Regions from separate parts of the Mus musculus genome. Here regions 2 and 3 are each linked to region 1. Evidence: chromatin contacts called from public HiChIP or PLAC-seq and promoter capture Hi-C data. All regions are on one chromosome and are shown on one strand. Each heading gives the region's core, a stretch centred on a gene start, on an enhancer-like site or on the middle of the called end of the contact. The rest is flanking DNA. Distances are from core to core; before and after follow the strand shown. Region 1 holds the start of Dclre1b (DNA cross-link repair 1B). Region 2 holds the start of Sike1 (suppressor of IKBKE 1). Region 3 overlaps Lrig2 (leucine-rich repeats and immunoglobulin-like domains 2).

The links. HiChIP or PLAC-seq counts read pairs in DNA pulled down with a chosen protein or histone mark. Capture Hi-C pulls out chosen DNA fragments and counts their contacts.
Region 2: a contact with region 1 is called in a promoter capture Hi-C map of adipose tissue. The contact joins the promoter of Sike1 here to the promoter of Dclre1b in region 1. A contact is called at or near these places in 2 of 115 datasets of contacts at active chromatin or transcription factors (memory CD8 T cells and pancreatic cancer cells) and 1 of 9 other capture datasets (adipose tissue).
Region 3: an H3K27ac HiChIP or PLAC-seq map of microglia shows a contact between it and region 1, with 4 times the contacts expected there. The contact joins the enhancer-like site here to the promoter of Dclre1b in region 1. A contact is called at or near these places in 7 of 39 promoter capture datasets (the 3T3-L1 cell line, the C10 cell line, the SN4741 cell line and 4 more), 11 of 115 datasets of contacts at active chromatin or transcription factors (bone marrow-derived macrophages, effector CD8 T cells, embryonic forebrain and 7 more) and 3 of 9 other capture datasets (liver, macrophages and pancreatic islet).

What each region holds. Positions count from the first base shown.
Region 1 is chr3:103,807,458-103,812,598 of GRCm38.p6, reverse strand. It overlaps Dclre1b (DNA cross-link repair 1B), which reads left to right and starts at 3,212. Exons shown (of 4, transcript NM_133865.2): 1 at 3,212-3,699; 2 at 4,362-4,527; 3 at 5,023-5,141. The coding sequence starts at 3,511. Ap4b1 (adaptor-related protein complex AP-4, beta 1) reads right to left here and starts at 3,082. Exons shown (of 10, transcript NM_026193.2): 1 at 2,542-3,082; 2 at 290-514. The coding sequence starts at 2,654. Gm15471 (predicted gene 15471) reads right to left here. Exons shown (of 5, transcript NR_040412.1): 5 at 4,159-4,385.
Region 2 is chr3:102,992,975-102,998,115 of GRCm38.p6, reverse strand. It overlaps Sike1 (suppressor of IKBKE 1), which reads right to left and starts at 2,376. Exons shown (of 5, transcript NM_025679.3): 1 at 2,149-2,376; 2 at 1,855-1,960; 3 at 731-873. The coding sequence starts at 2,307.
Region 3 is chr3:104,457,671-104,462,811 of GRCm38.p6, reverse strand. Lrig2 (leucine-rich repeats and immunoglobulin-like domains 2) reads left to right here. Exons shown (of 18, transcript NM_001025067.2): 16 at 4-153; 17 at 1,124-1,411; 18 at 4,848-5,141. The coding sequence ends at 5,047. Among named protein-coding and RNA genes, the nearest start is that of Gm38412, 51 kb to the right of the region's middle. Within about 2 kb of position 2,476, at least 17 of the 459 cell types and tissues checked have an H3K27ac peak or open chromatin away from gene starts, as enhancers often do. A contact at or near this core is called in bone marrow-derived macrophages and microglia, where this site is marked.

The sequences.
Region 1 (5,141 bases), core at 1,963-4,462:
CTGACTTTTCATCTGTAATGATGCTGCACACCCAGCACAAGTTACAGTAATGACTCATTAAACATTTTTAACCAAAACTCAGAACTATTTCACCAAGATAAAGGAAAATCACCTTTAAGAAAACCATGAGATACAGTTTCGAAAGTCGAAGTTAATGGCTGAAAATCTGAGTTCAAAGTAGAACAGTCCTTATTTAGTATTCAGGAACTTAAGCTGTCCTCACTACAAATCTGCTCTACAGTCTCTTATAGTCACCAACCACTGAGAACCAGGGTATCGAAGCACTCACCTGAGGCTACACATACTCCGTAGTGCCAGTCCTCGAACCATTGGGTTGGGGTCTGAGCAGTCTTTGCAGAGCGTATTGATGGCCAAGAGTGCTAGATCTGGTTTTAAAGGTGCGTATGTGCCCATATACAGATAAACCAACTTTTTCTGAACAATATCTACAGTGGCACTGGCCTTTACCATTTCCATGAAAACATCAGACATGTCCAAGCCCTGAGTCATGTGCCTGTCACAAATACACAGAGCAGAAAGAAGTAAAACACACAATTCCCAATCTGTAGGAAGAGTTGTATTTACATGTGCTCTGGCTAGCTAGCCAAACTATGAGCTTTTAGAGAAATACAATTGGGTCTACTTTGTCTATTAATGTTACACAAAACTTCCTATTAAGAGTCTGCAACTGTTGCTCTCTATTCTCACACTGTTGAATCCTTAGTACATACCAATGGCGTGATCTGGCAATGGTACACTCCACTTTAACATTCCAGAGATCATATGGGGACATCATCTATAAGAAGGTACACACTAGAGAGAGCTCAAAGGTTAAAAAGTATTTTGTTGTTCTTGCAAAAGAGATGGGTTCAATTCCCAGCACCCACATGACAGTTCATAACCACTGGTAACTATAGCTCCAGGAGATCTAATGCCTTCTTCTGACATACACAGACACCAGGTACAAGCCATACTTGTGGTACACTTACACATGCAGGCAAAATGCTCATAAACATTTAAAAAAGCAGGGCTTGGTGACCCACACCCTTAACCCAAGCACTTAGGAAACATAGGCAGGTGAAAGCCATGTTCAAAGTTCAAAGCCAGCCTGGCCTACATAGTAAGTTCCCAGGATAGCTAGGGCTGTCTCAAAACAAAATAAAATGAATCATTATCTGTGTCACGTTTTCCAAATGAGCTGGTCACAGAGCTAAAGCATTCTGTGAAGAAGCATTTTCTGACTTCCATAGTGGCTTCAGATGTTTAGGAACTCAAGATCAACTAAGAAGTCAGCTAAGAACATCACTGATTTGAAAAAAATCCAGTGTAACTACTTGAAGTAATACACAAAATACAGACCAAGAAGATCCACATCCACATGCCACTATGGAAGTCAGAAAATGCTTCGTCACAGAACGCTTTAGCTCTGTGACCAGCTCACTGGGAAAACGTGACACAGATAATGATTCATGCTAGGAGGCACGAGCAAGAACTAAACATTCTTTTTGTTCCTTGGGTGGCATGATAAAAAATTTAGATTTCAGCCAGGCGGTGGTGGCACACACCTTTAATCCCAGCACTTGGGAGGCAGATGCAGGCGGATTTCTGAGTTCAAGGCCAGCCTGGTCTACAGAGTGAGTTCCAGGACAACCAGGACTACACAGAGAAACCCTGTCTCAAAAAACAAAAACAAAACAACACAAACAAAAAGTTTAGATTTCATTCCACTGATTACTGTTTCCAATGTTGTGGAACCAAACTACTACAATCAACTGAGACTGTTTATTTACAATACAGTTCCTGGATTCTATCCCATCCTAATGAAATCAGAATTGATCCCTAGATCACGATTTTTTAAAAAAGGACCCCATGGGACTTTTGTGTCCTACCTACAGTTTTGAGCTACAACTATAGATTAGTTACACGTTCAAACATATATAATAGAAAAAATCCTAACCAAAGTGAGGAGACAAGGCTACTTATTAATAAACTACCACAACAGGCTTTGGTAATTACAGCCTGAGCCAACAACAGTACAACTTTAAGAACAAGAATTGATATTTTGAATTTTTCATACCACCTGACAGTAGACAATGTTTTCAAGGTTGACTAGCAAGCTTGGTAGGGTGCCTGGTGACATTCATAACACAAATACAAGCAGAATAGTAGGTTTAAAGAGGAGAAGAATGATAGTATTATTTTGGTCATATCTTTGATGAACTATCCAAGTCGAAATGTAAAGCAAGCAGAAAGATATACAGGTCTGAATCTAGAAAAAAGGGAGAACTGTTCTACGTTAAGTCATTGAACCAGGAGTCAGCCGCAATTGCTAAAGCCTGTGGTATGAAGGAGACCTCTCAACTGGGCATGGTGTTCCACACGGAAGACTGAGATGACAACCCAGAAATGCAGCCTCAAGGCCAAAAGATAAAACTGCCCTTCTTTAACTTTTTCAGAGTGATCGCAGAGCTCTGAAGAGGATTAAAAGTGGGGCCGGGGGGGGGGGGGGGGAGTTAGAATTCTATGGTAGGTTGGTGATACCTAATAACTCGCTGGATGACATTCCGGTAGCGCAGCCTATCAGCCTGAATATGAGGGTTACACAGAGCCTTCTTCAGTTCCTTCACCACGTCCTCAGAGCCAAGGTATGGCATCGTCGCCAACACTCACGGGACAGTTTCCACAGACCCGTAGGGAACTCGTGGGCTCCTCCTAATTTCGATGTGGGAGCCTGAATAAAGGAGATGTAGTCAGTGAAAACACTAACGGCGAGATGTCACTTTGCTGTGCCTGCCCCCCAGGGCGGAACACATTCTTGGGTCCTCGGGCGAGCCCCGACCCTTCAGGAGCCGCCCGGAGACCCACAGGCCGTTGGCTCTGCCCAGCAGATCTCAACTCTCTCTAGGCCCAGTTACGAATTCTACACTAGCAAAAGGCCAAAGACCTAGCACAGCCTCCTCCCTGGGAATCTAGTCCCAGTGGCCGAGGACACCCCAGACAGCTTCCTGCGGAAATCCCGCCCCGTCGCCCTGAGACACAAGGAGCAGCTTTCCGGGTCGCGCCGAGCGCCGAGCGCAGGTCCGGGGGGGGGGGGGGGGGGGCACCGACCTCCGGACGCCCTTCCCCCACCCATTCTCCCCCTCGGCGCAGGCGCGCAGCTCACTGTGTGAGCGCCGCGGCCGGCGATCGGAAATCAACTACTAGGGTCTGTCTCCCCGCCGCCGCGCGAGCTTTGACAATGTGGGGACTGGGCCCGAGCTCCAGCGCGCGGTTGTGAGTGATGCTCTCCCGACTTCTTCCGCGTTGGGCGCTTTCATCCTGATCGTCCCGAGCGCGGCCACCTTCTTTTTTCTCACTCTGTCTACTAATTCCGTTTCTGGGATGGTTTTCCTTTAGGGCTTCTGGACTTGTTCCAGAGTCCACTTGTCATTGGGACGCTGTCGTGGAAACCTCACTCAGGAGTGCGGTTCCCGCGAAGACCCCACTGGGTGACACCTCAACTCTGCCACCATGAACGGGGTCGTAATCCCCCAAACGCCCATTGCTGTGGACTTTTGGAGCCTGCGCCGTGCCGGTTCGGCGCGGCTCTTCTTCTTAACCCACATGCACTGTGACCACACGGTGGGTTTGTCTAGCACTTGGGCCCGGCCCCTCTACTGCTCTCCCATCACTGCTTGCCTCTTGCATCGTCGCCTGCAGGTATTGGGGCTGGGATTTGATCGCTGAGACCTAGTCCAGGAATCTGGGTGGGGACTTCTGATCTGTCACAGTTTGGGGGATTACCGAGTGGGAGACATAAGGACTGAATTTTTACAAATGTGGGAATTGATCCCGGAATGAGACTGGCTTCTAGTTAACTACCTGGAGGTTTTTAGTCAAGGAAATGATTCCTATCTTTTCAAAAACCAGTGCTTTCCTAATTTGCATTTAAGAATCTACCAGACTGTTCAGTGATAGAACACTTGTTTAGTGTGTGCAAGAACCCTAAGTTAGATCCCCAACACTCATTGCCCGCCCCCAATAATTCATCTAATGTGCTAGATAAAAACACATATTGTCTAACATCTCCTCATCTTGTCTGTGTCAGTAGAAGTGGCTGGTGTGAGACTGGAACTTTTTTTGACAGTTGTTTCCCACCCATGGCTGGGATTATCATGATAGGAGAAAGTGTGAGAATCTTTATTTAGACTGTTTTCAGATTCTGAGTTTAAATCTGTACAAAGGGTGGGAGACAGAAGAGGAAGGAGAGATTTCTTGGGAATCCTTATAACAGCTTACATGAGAGTGGTTCAGAACTCGGTCAGCTTTCCTTGATGAAAGAGAAGTCTATGGTTACTCGGGTGACCAACTGTTTTCCTCAGGTGTCTAAGCACTGGATCCGGGCCCTGGAGGTTGGCGAGAGTCATGTATTACCTCTAGATGAAATTGGGCAAGAAACCATGACTGTAACGCTCATAGATGCCAATCACTGCCCTGGTTCTGTCATGTTTCTCTTTGAAGGATACTTTGGAACAATTCTATACACAGGTGAGCCTCCCAAGGCATTCCTCACACTTTATAGCTACCTTTACCCAGAAAGATAGCTTTATCCCATACAGGCACAGGGACCCTTTCCAACTGATTTCCTACTTGACCATCCATCCTTTACTTTGTTAAATAAAATCACAAGAGCAAGAAAACAAGAAAGGCATGTTGGTGCTCGCCTTTGATCCCAGCACTTGGAAGGCAGAGGCTGGCTGATCTCTATGAGTTCAAGGCCAGCCTGGTCTACTTAGTGAGTTCTAGGACACCCAGCCTATGTAGACAAACCCTGTCTCATAAGAAAAACATCAATCAAACAGAAAATCTCCAAGAGTGGGAAAGAGACATTTTCACAAAGAAACTAGACTGTACAGTTCAGTGCCAGGACAGTTTTTGCATAAACTCGTAACCAATCTCCATCTGCTACTGAAGGTAGAAGAGGCTTGTCTTCTAGCCTTTGTTTTTTGCCCACTTCTTATACCCCACATATTATTCTTCCAGGTGATTTTCGATATACACCATCCATGCTGAAGGAACCTGCTCTGATACTGGGGAAACAGATTCATACTTTGTATCTAGACAACACTAATTGCAATCCAGCCCTGGTTCTTCCTTCCCGA
Region 2 (5,141 bases), core at 1,127-3,626, 810 kb after region 1:
ACACCCACCCAACCAACCAAAAGTAATATAACAGACAACTCAAATATTTAGATATTTAAAACATTCAAATATTTTAAACATTCCATTGCCTAAAACTCCTAACGATAGAAGATGAAACGTGGTGCATCTTTCACTGTAGTAAATAGTTGCTTCCAATTAATTACTACAGTAAAAGCTAAAATAGGGCAAGGAAACACCCTACAAACTGCAAGGTAATTGCTGGCTCCTCCAAGTTAAACAGTGAAGGATCAAAGAGGAGGAACTGCTATAAAACAAAGGAACAAGACCAGCCCTCCCCCCATAACACAGTCTGAGTCATTTGATGAAGTTAGTGACTGCTTGCTATGTGGAAGCGAGGGATAAAATCCGACTCATGCCCTTGGAACTATAAAACTTATGGCTCGATAGAATGTACAACAATCAGCTAAGCAGTCACTGAATGCCTTCAACACTAGCTGGTATCACACTTGCTATGTAGCCCAGGATGGCCTACTCTCAATCTTTCTGTGTCAAGCTGAAAAGAAATCCCTGGTGAGGGAGGTAACTTGACCACTAAAGGATGGAAGAGGCCCTTATCCCCTTCCTTTATTCATGTCTTCACAAAGCCACAGCCAAATTCAGAGTGATTATGAAAATATGCAGAAAGAGGAACACTGTTTTCTGCAAACAAAGGAACGACCCCACGATTTCAGTTCAGTTTATTTACAATTTATTTATCAGTGTTTCTTACTGCAGAGTGAGACTGGTGAGCTTTCAGAACTGGTTCGGCATCCACGGCTTTCTTAGCGACCATTAACTGTAACATCTGTTTCCGGTACTTGCTCATGATCAGTTCCAACGCATCCTGGTGCTCCTCCAAGGAAACCCACAGTTCTAACAACAAAAGCAAACATCTGGACAATGACGTCTAAGACTGGTCTCAAGGCAAACCTCCTAACAGCTGGAGCTCTCAGACACTCCACGGGACACTGGGAATCCAAAGTTGGAAATCAGTATTCAAGCCCACAGACGTGAACAGTGTACCTGAAAACCAACTCTCTAGGCAGTAGAGTCTTGTGCAAATAAAATGGGACGTGTAATCACGAGGCACGGATTTGAATTCAGTTTTCTAATTGACTTCTCAGAAGCAAAAATGAGCTCATTAAAATTAAAAAAAAAAAACTACATTTTGTTGATTTGTGTGAACCACGGCACATGTCGGGTCAGAGAAGAACCCCCAGGAGTCAGTTCTCTCCTTAAACCACGTAGGCCCTTGGAATGGCCTCAGATCCTCCAGCTTGGCAGTTCAGGCCTTCTGGCTGGTTCCAACTGGTGTCTGTGAACCTGTTTCTTAGCTGCATTGTGTAAATACTTGGTCAGGGGCATAGAGTGGAATGGCAGATGTAAAAGGGCTCCATCAGACAACTACCATCCTGCTGTCATCAACAACCCTAAGACTATGTATTTGGGGGACGAAGTTCTAGCCTTCCATCTTGCACAGGAACATTAAAGAAACGTCGATCTTAACTTTAGTGTTCACTCTAATATCGAAATGTTACATTTGGAGACTATGAACTTTAGTTATAGAAGCCTCCATTTGGTATGTGGTCACTCCCCAGCCATCTAACAATTCAACTCTGCTAAACTACTGAATACATCTTTCAAGGTCATCAACCAGGAAGACTTTTAAAAGAGCAATCTAACAGATTTTACTGTTACCAGTTGACCCTTGAAGCACTGATCTAAATATATGTATGCGATGTGCACGCTTGTGAACTGTTCAGGCACTTGTGTAAGAATGTCCAAAGTAGTATTACCAGAAAAAAAAAATCCTAGACACACACACACACACACACACACACACGCCTGACTAACCTCTGTTTTCCTGCTGTAAGTCTCTAATCTGGGTATTCTCTTGAGACAGCAGAATGTGAGGTTTATATTTAGACATGTCCTTCACGTCGGATGCATCCTCTTGATACTGGACAGAAAGACAGACTAAGGCACTGTAAACATGGGCAGGTGCTGCGGAGGAGGCAGCAGTCCCACCCACGACACAGGAAGCTCACACATCCGCCCTGCCCTCCAGACCAAGATAAATCAGGCCGCGCGACCCCACCCACCCGCCCGCAGCGTCCACCCCTGGGCGCGGCTCGGCCCCCGGCCGACCTGCTCGGGTAACACGGCGCCCGCCTCCCGCATCGCCGCCACCCGCCGGTGCAGCGCAGCCGACTGGTCCACCAGCGACTCGGCCGCCGCATCGTGCTCGCGCAGCCGCTCCAGCAGCGTCTTGGCGTCCGTCAAGATCTTCTCGATCGTGCAGCTCATAGTGGCCGAGGAGGCGCGCCGGGCCCGCTAGCCTAGGCGCTTCGCTCAGACCTTACCCGGCCCTGGCTCAGCGCGAATCGCGTCACTTCCGGGTGCACTTTAAAGGCGTGGTGGCATCTCGGTCGGCGCCTGCGCAGAGGTGGACTCTTGGTTACCCTCAGGCTTCGCCACAGCCTTAGCCTTTCTAGGGTGGAGCAGCAGAGGTCGGATTGGTGCCACATCCTGGTTTTTCACGAAGTTATTTCTGTTCCGGTCTTAGTTCAACTTTTCTTCTGGTTTTGATTGATGTAGTTTGTTATTTAGTAATGGGATTGTAACAAACTGATGAAACAGATACTCACCCCCAATAAGTGGTAAAATACACCGGAACCTCTCCTTTCCTCCCTCCCTCCTTCCATTTCTTCTCTTCTTTCTCCTCACCTCCCCCTTTTCCTTTTTTCCTTCCCTCCCTTCTTCCTTTAAACGGTGAGCAGTGTCTGGGAATGACATCTGAGGTTGTCCTTTGACTTCCACAACTGCACTTGTGTATGCAATCAGTTAGATGCACACGCGTGTGCACATACACAAAGGAAAATCTTTCCTTAGTGCAATGTTGGAAGCCTTTTGATTTGGGAGCTATTCTGCTATTCTACAGCACTATGGCTGACTGTGTTTAACGAGTACGGTGGCTGACAGGGAATTCTTTCCTAAAATATTTTTGTCCAAAAGAGTCTAGGACAGTAGAATAGTAGTAATGCTGTGTTTTAAAGAATCATTTTCCCTGTCCTACAGTCTCTTTTATCTTGAGTTCAGATGTAAAGTTTAGAAACACGTGATGTTTGGTGTACTTTTGTGATTTGGGGAAATGCCTATTGTAAAAATTTTACACTTACAAAACTGTGTTAAGAGGTTGCCTCTGGGAAGATGAAATAATTTTCATTCGGAAGGAAAACAACTTTGGGAAAACAGAATAATAGCCTCGAATAAGTTTACAACAAAGACCAGGATATATTTGCAAACGTTTTGTGAGGAGCGTTTCCCAGGACTCTTAGAAATACTTGAGGAGTACACAACCCCCTTGAAGTCACACAGGATGAGGGCTCAGATTATGTGAGCTGGACATTAAGGGGTAAAGATCCCCTCAGTTCTGGAGAAATTGGGGGACACTTGAAGGTTGTACTGGTAGCCCAAATAAACTTACCTAAGGCATGTGGGCATAGGTTAGGACATTAGGAAGGGCTGAAGTGGGGACAAGTTTTCGGTTGCCAGCAGTATAAGTCTCAGGTGAGAAGGGAGGGGCCTCTCCTGATGCTCCCAGCCACCGTGCATGAGAATACCCAACTGTGAACAGGCTAGTTTATTTGTTTCTAACATTTCACTTAGTTTCCCCCCCTTGTCTCCCTGGTATTCTTTAACTCTTAATTCCTTACATTTATATATTGGATTGTAGCTGTTGGGCCCTTGGTCTTGTCTCAAGGACTTGGTGCATGTGCAAGTGTGCAGAGAAACACAGAGAGATAGAGAGAGAGAGAGAGAGAGAGAGAGAGAGAGAGAGAGAGAGAGAGAAGAGAGAAGAGAGATGAAAGAGTGAAAGAGAAGAGAGGAGAAAAGAGAGAGACTAGTACTTTGGGTCTCAAAATGAAGCTATGGTGTTTTGGGATGCTGAAAATGCTTTAAGGTTAGATTGTGCAGATTGTAGAACTCTGGGACTGTAAGCAAAACTACTGAAGAACACACTGTGTAGTGTGGCAGTGGCTGTTAGGGTGATACCTAGGGATACAATGACACACAACTGAAATGCCAGTTCCCTCATGCAGTGCCACACACCCAAGAACTACAGCTCTCTAGTGCATAGAACTCTACATCATTTTTTACTGGTCTTTATTGTCTTGGGATGACCATAAATAGGAGTATAGAAGGGGCAGGGCTTGTGGAAATATGTGGGGACAAAAGGCAGTGATACACTAGACTTTTAATTCTACAGTATAAACCACAGCTGGGAGGTTGTGCACACCTTTGATCTCAACACTCAGGAAGCAGAGGCAATCAGATCTCTTATTTGAGGCCAGCCTGGTCTTTAGAGTGAGTTCTAGGACAACGAAAGCTACACAGAGAAACCCCGCCTCAAAAAAACCAAACCATACCAAAACCCCACTCTAAACAGCAATTTCTATGAACAGAATAAATTTAGCTTTTAATAAATTGGAAAATTGAGTTGGATAAGTTTATTTGCTTACTTTTTTCTTTATAAAACTGTTTGCGGGTCAGCAAGAGGGCTCAGTGGGTAAAGGTGATTGCTAGGATTTACCCATAAATTGTCCTCTGTCCCCAAACCCTTATTAATAAAAAATGCTAAAAAGTAAGATGAGTGCCATTGGTTAGCAGATAGAGGCTCTTGCATACAGGCTGACTGCCTGAGTTTGACTCCTGGATCCCACATGTTGTTAGGGAAGAATTATGCGCAGGAGTTGTCCTCTGACCTCCACACAGGCACCTAGCACTCTATTTCTCTCCTCTCTCTCCCCCTCCCTCTCCCTCCCTTCTCCTTCTTCCTCCCATACCCCTCCCTCTTTCCCTCTTACTTTCTCTAAATAAATAAAAAGCCTTTAAAACAGTGAGTAGTCTCTGTGTATGTGGAACGCATTGGCAGGGTTATGACGTCAGCTATGCTATTTCCATGGGGCCCATCAGGGACTGTGTGGGTGAATTCCTCTCTGGATGGTTGCCATTGTTTCCGCAAGGCTTCAGGATTGTCAGTATTCTTAGTAAAGTTTAAGGAATGTCAAGTGACTCCCACACAATGTCAGCATTTTGGGTATCATCAGACATTTTTTTTTTTCCTTTAAAAAGTAAAA
Region 3 (5,141 bases), core at 1,227-3,726, 650 kb before region 1:
CAGAGGAGCTTAATTTGCCTGCAGACATTCCCAGCTATTTGTCTTCACAAGGAACATTGTCTGAACCACAGGAAGGCTACAGCAACTCTGAGGCAGGCAGCCATCAGCAACTTATGCCTCCTGCCAACGGGTACACACACAGAGGCACTGACGGTAGGCACTTTGCTGTTCGTAGTTACAATTTCAGCCTGTATTACTGGGTATAGTTCAGTGTATAGTTTCTCCATTAGCCTGGGCAATATTTTAGGATAAAACATTCATTCATTTAACTTTGTGCAAAATAGAATGAAAATTGTCTATAAAGTCTTAACCAGAGAAGGCTGTCTTACAGAAAGAAACACATTACCCTTAAACAGGGATGAAGGACAAAACTGAGGCTCCTGGGTCTCTCTCATGACCAGAAGAGATGGTCTAGAAACTCATTTCAAGCCTTTCTCATTCCTTTAGAGATGAGCATCCTTCAGATAACATCCAAAGGCATTTGGTTCTCCTGCTGACAGGTAGATACTTAGTAAAGTTTAAAGGGCAAAATGACTTTCAGACTGCAATGGCAAACTTAAAAGGGCTATAAAATGTCCCCTGATAGGGTGACTGGGACATTGTCTCTTCACACCCTCACTTCTATAGAAAGTGACAGGCACAGGAGAGAGGGTTTGACTAGGGATAGTTTGAACAGCTACCTCACTTAACTTCTTGTCTCATAAAAGTAACATGGGCTCTCAATTCATAGCAATGCCTGTTTTGCTTTTGTTTGCTCAAGCCACACACGTGTCTCAGAGGTCTAGGCCTGTCTTGGATCCCTTGGTTGAAATTTAGTCTCTCCAACTTAGACAGAGATTTAACGTTAGAATTCAAGAGTATAGGCTCTGAAGCCAGAGTGTTTAGTTTTATGTCTCAGCTCTTTCTCCTGCCATAACTTTACCTGTAAAGTGGAGATGAAAATAAAATCTTCTTCATAGGGGTGTTGTGAGGAGTGAGTGAGCTCATTCACAGACAGACCTTGGACTCTCACCTGGTTTGTAAAGAAGGTGTGCAGTAATTGTTAGAACTGTTGAAGAAAGTTGATTAGTCCCAAACTCTTCCTTATCAGAAAATCATCTGGGCCCTTCCTTGTTGTTACTAGGTGGCGCTGGTACCCGGGTGATCTGTTCAGATTGTTACGACAATGCCAACATCTACTCGAGGACCAGAGAGTACTGTCCATATACCTATATTGCTGAGGAGGATGTGTTAGATCAGGCACTCTCCAGCCTCATGGTCCAGATGCCCAAGGAGACGTTTTTGTCACATCCTCCCCAAGATGCTGCTAATCTGGAGAGTCTGATACCATCAGCAGAGAGAGAGCCGGCTGCCTTTCCCACCAACCATGAGAGGATGACTGAGAACCTTCCCTTCTCACAGAGGAGCAGTGGTAATGGGTGCTTTTGTTCTGTTTTGAGCTTTTGGTTTCAATTTCACCTGATCTGCCCTTCTGTTATATCAGTAGCATGGCATGTAACAGGAAACAAATTAGTATACTAGAATAATTGCCATTAACTAGTGTCAACTAGAGGTCTTTACATCTTCTCCCATCTTCATTTAAACAATAGAGGTTTGAAGTGCTAAAAATAGAGCATAAGAAACCCAAGCTGTTTTGTTTGGTTGCTCTACTGTCAAGCGAACACTCTGAGCATATCACCGAGTCGAGCTCTTTCTGGACTGTGATAGGAACTGTTCTCAAGCTGTTCATCAGCTGTCCCGTCCACTCAGAGGACAAACACTGGGGAATGGACAGGGCGAAAGTTACAGGGTCACAGAAGAAGGGAAGTATAGGGCTGTGCCCAGGGGTGGATCTGGCAGCATGAAACTGAGAATGTGCTCTGTAAGAGACCAGTTCTAAAGATTGTTCAAGAGGAATAGGTTAGAAAAGAGCACTGTCACTGAAGGTAGTCGCTCAGCTTTACATTCAGTGTCATGAAGAACTAAGGTACAATACGTCTTGTAACCTGTGGGATGTCTTCATTTTGAGTCTGGTTTTAAGTAAGGAGTCATCGTCACTTAAATGAAAATGCCTTGGTGCATTGTCCATTCTAAGCCTAGGATACTCTAATTAATTCTGCTCAGTGTGTGTAGGGTTTGTTAGCTTGACCTTAGAACTTGTTAGACGTGCAGCTGTGCTCCTACCCTAGACCTAGTGAATCTGAATCCACATATTAAGATCCAAGGATTATTTATATGCTTTGGTTTTTTGTTGTTGTTGACAGTGTCATGCTCAAATTCAACAGTAACCCCTACCTTAGCCTTCCAAGTGCTGAGATATCAGGCAAACGCTAGGATTATGGCCATGTGGCTTGTGGTTTATATTAAATTTTGGGTTTGTTTTATATGTGAGTTTTGTATGGATGCATGTGCTTGCAGGAGCATTCGTGTGCATGCAGACACATGCATGGGGAGACTGAAGGAGGAAGTCTAGCGTCATTCTCTATTGCTTTTCACCCTGTTTGTTGAGACAGAGTCATTTCCTAACCCTGAAGGCTGCTGTCTCAGCTGGACTGACTGGCTAGCAAGCTTCTGAGATTCTCTTGTCAGTGCTCCTCAGTGCTGGAGTTAGTGTCATACATGACTATGCCTGGCTTTATGTGAGTGTTGGGAATTAGAGCTCAGGTCTTCCTGCTTTCACAACAAGCCCTCTTATCTACTGAGCCATATCCTCAGCCCTCACATGCATATTAAATTTTAAGAAATCTTGCCCTAGCTTATATTCTAGGTGAATTATGCTTTCATTTGTGAGATTTTGTTTCCAGAATGTTAGACTAGCTTTTCCTAAAATATAGCTTCCCTACGTGTGTGCACACATGAGCCAGCCTGTATCATCTGCCTCTCTTCTCAATGCTTTGACTACACCTGAACCCAAATTCAATTCCCAGTACCTGGCTCACAACCATTTATAACTAAAGATCTAATGCCCTCTTCTGACCTCTAATAAGCACCAGGCATGTATAGTGCACAGACTGGCAAAACATTCATACAAATAAAATTAAAAAATTTAAAATGTATTTAAAGAAGTAAGAGTTCCATTGAGACAGTGAATATTACCTATGTATTGTAAAACTGTCATTGCAATATGTCTCTTTTAAAATTCCTTTTCCATGAGTCTAGAATTTTGTACTCTTATTTTTATCTTTGTTATGGTTTCTATTGCTGTGATGAGACACCATGACCAAAGCAACTTGGGGGTTTACTCTGCTTATAGTTTCATATAACATCAAAAGCAGTGAGAGCAAGAACTCAGGCAGGGCTGGAAGCTGGAGCCAGGAGCTGCTGCAGAGGCCGTGGAGGATGCTGCTTTCTGGCTTGCTCCTCATGGCTTGCTCAGCTTGCTTTTTTATAGGACCCAGGACCATCTGCCCAGGGATAGCCCATCTACAGTTCTCTGGGCCCCACCCTATTAATCACTAAAGAAAATGCCATACAGACTTGCTTATAGCCCAATCTTTTTTTTTTTTTAACTTTTTATTGGTTCTTTGTAAATTTCACATCCTGCATCCCAGTCCTGCTCTTCTCCCCATCCACTCATATCTGTCCTTTGCCCCTGCAACCTTCCCCTGAAAATAAAACACATCCCCACAAAACAAAAACAAAGCATAGAAAACATTTCATTGTGGAAGCTATAATAAGTATGTCACAGTGTGTCCCACGGTATATCTCTCTGTCCACACATCTTCACTTGCAAATGTTCATTGCAGCAAGTCAGTGGTCTGGTTTGAGATCTCTGTCTTCTGTGACACCATCAATATTCGATCCTCACTGGATCTCTTTCTGGGTATTGCCCTGTATCATGAAGATCCTGCAGCTTTGGCTCTGCAGGTCTGGCCCTTTCACATGCTTCAGTAATTCATAGATGGAGTTGATTTTGGGGTAGGCCAGCTCAAAGCCCTGGATCTGGGCCCAGGGGGTAGCTGAGTTGGTGAGCTTGCCAGCTCTCCTGCACCCACACCCCCAGGGCAAGCTGTCTGGCACTGCTCTAGCTAGGCCACCCAGTGATGCCATCAGCAGGAGGCAGGGTCTGCTCTCCTGTTCTCATGCCCTCAGGGCCAGCTCCACTGTGCTGTCCAGTCAAAGCATGGGCCCATGCTTCCAAAGTGCTGCAGTCTGTGAGGAACGGGGTCAGCTCTTGCACTTTCACACCCTCAAGGCAGGCTCACCTGTGCCAGCTTTCCTGTGCTCCTTGCCTGCTCACTCAAGTGCTGCAGCTGGTGAGAGGCAGTTACAGCCTAATATTATCAAGGCATTTTCTTAATTGAGATCCCTTCCAGTAATTCTAGCCTGTGTCAAGTTGACATAAAACTAGGCAGCACAATTGTTTGCAGAGAAAAGGTGCTAAAATGACAGGTGAAAAAGAACAGCATGACTTCGGAAATTAGCTTGTTAGGGTGGTTGATCATAAAGGCCTGGTAGTTTGTGGTTCTAGTTTTTATCTTGTTTTTAATGTTGGCATTGTGATCTTCGTGTCTTTATCAAGGATGCTGGGCATCTGAATTTCTTTGGAATATTGGATTAAAAGGATACCGGGAGCTGGAGAGATGGCTGAGGAAAGGGTAAAGGGAATTTGTTGCTTTCACAGAGAACCTGAGTTTCATTCCCACCAGCTACATGGCAGCTCACAACCATCTGTAACTCCAGTTCCATGAGATCCAGTGCCCTTTTCTGGCCTCTTCAGGCACCAGACAGACACACAAGCAATGCACAGACATACATGCAAACAAAACACCCACACATTTGGGGGGGAAGCATATCAGGCTTTAGGAAAATAATGTTGAAATTCCAGCTATCACTGATGATATTTCTTGTCTCACTCTCATTCTCAGAAATATTTCAGCGGCCTCTTTGGAACATGAACAGAGAACTGGGCCTACTTCCCTTCTCCCAGCAGCCTGTCCTTGAGTCACCAGAGCTGACAGAGAGGGATCCAAATTGCTCTTCACCTGTGACTTGCCGCAGGTTACATGACCATGCTTTTGATTTTAGTAGGACTCGGATCATTCAAGATGGTACTGAGGGCACATGAAGCCCGTTGAGGAGGAAGTCTGAGCAAAGACTCAAGTTAGTTATTTACTACCTCAGAATTGAGAAGAAAAGTCAGTATTTGTATTTCTCTTTGC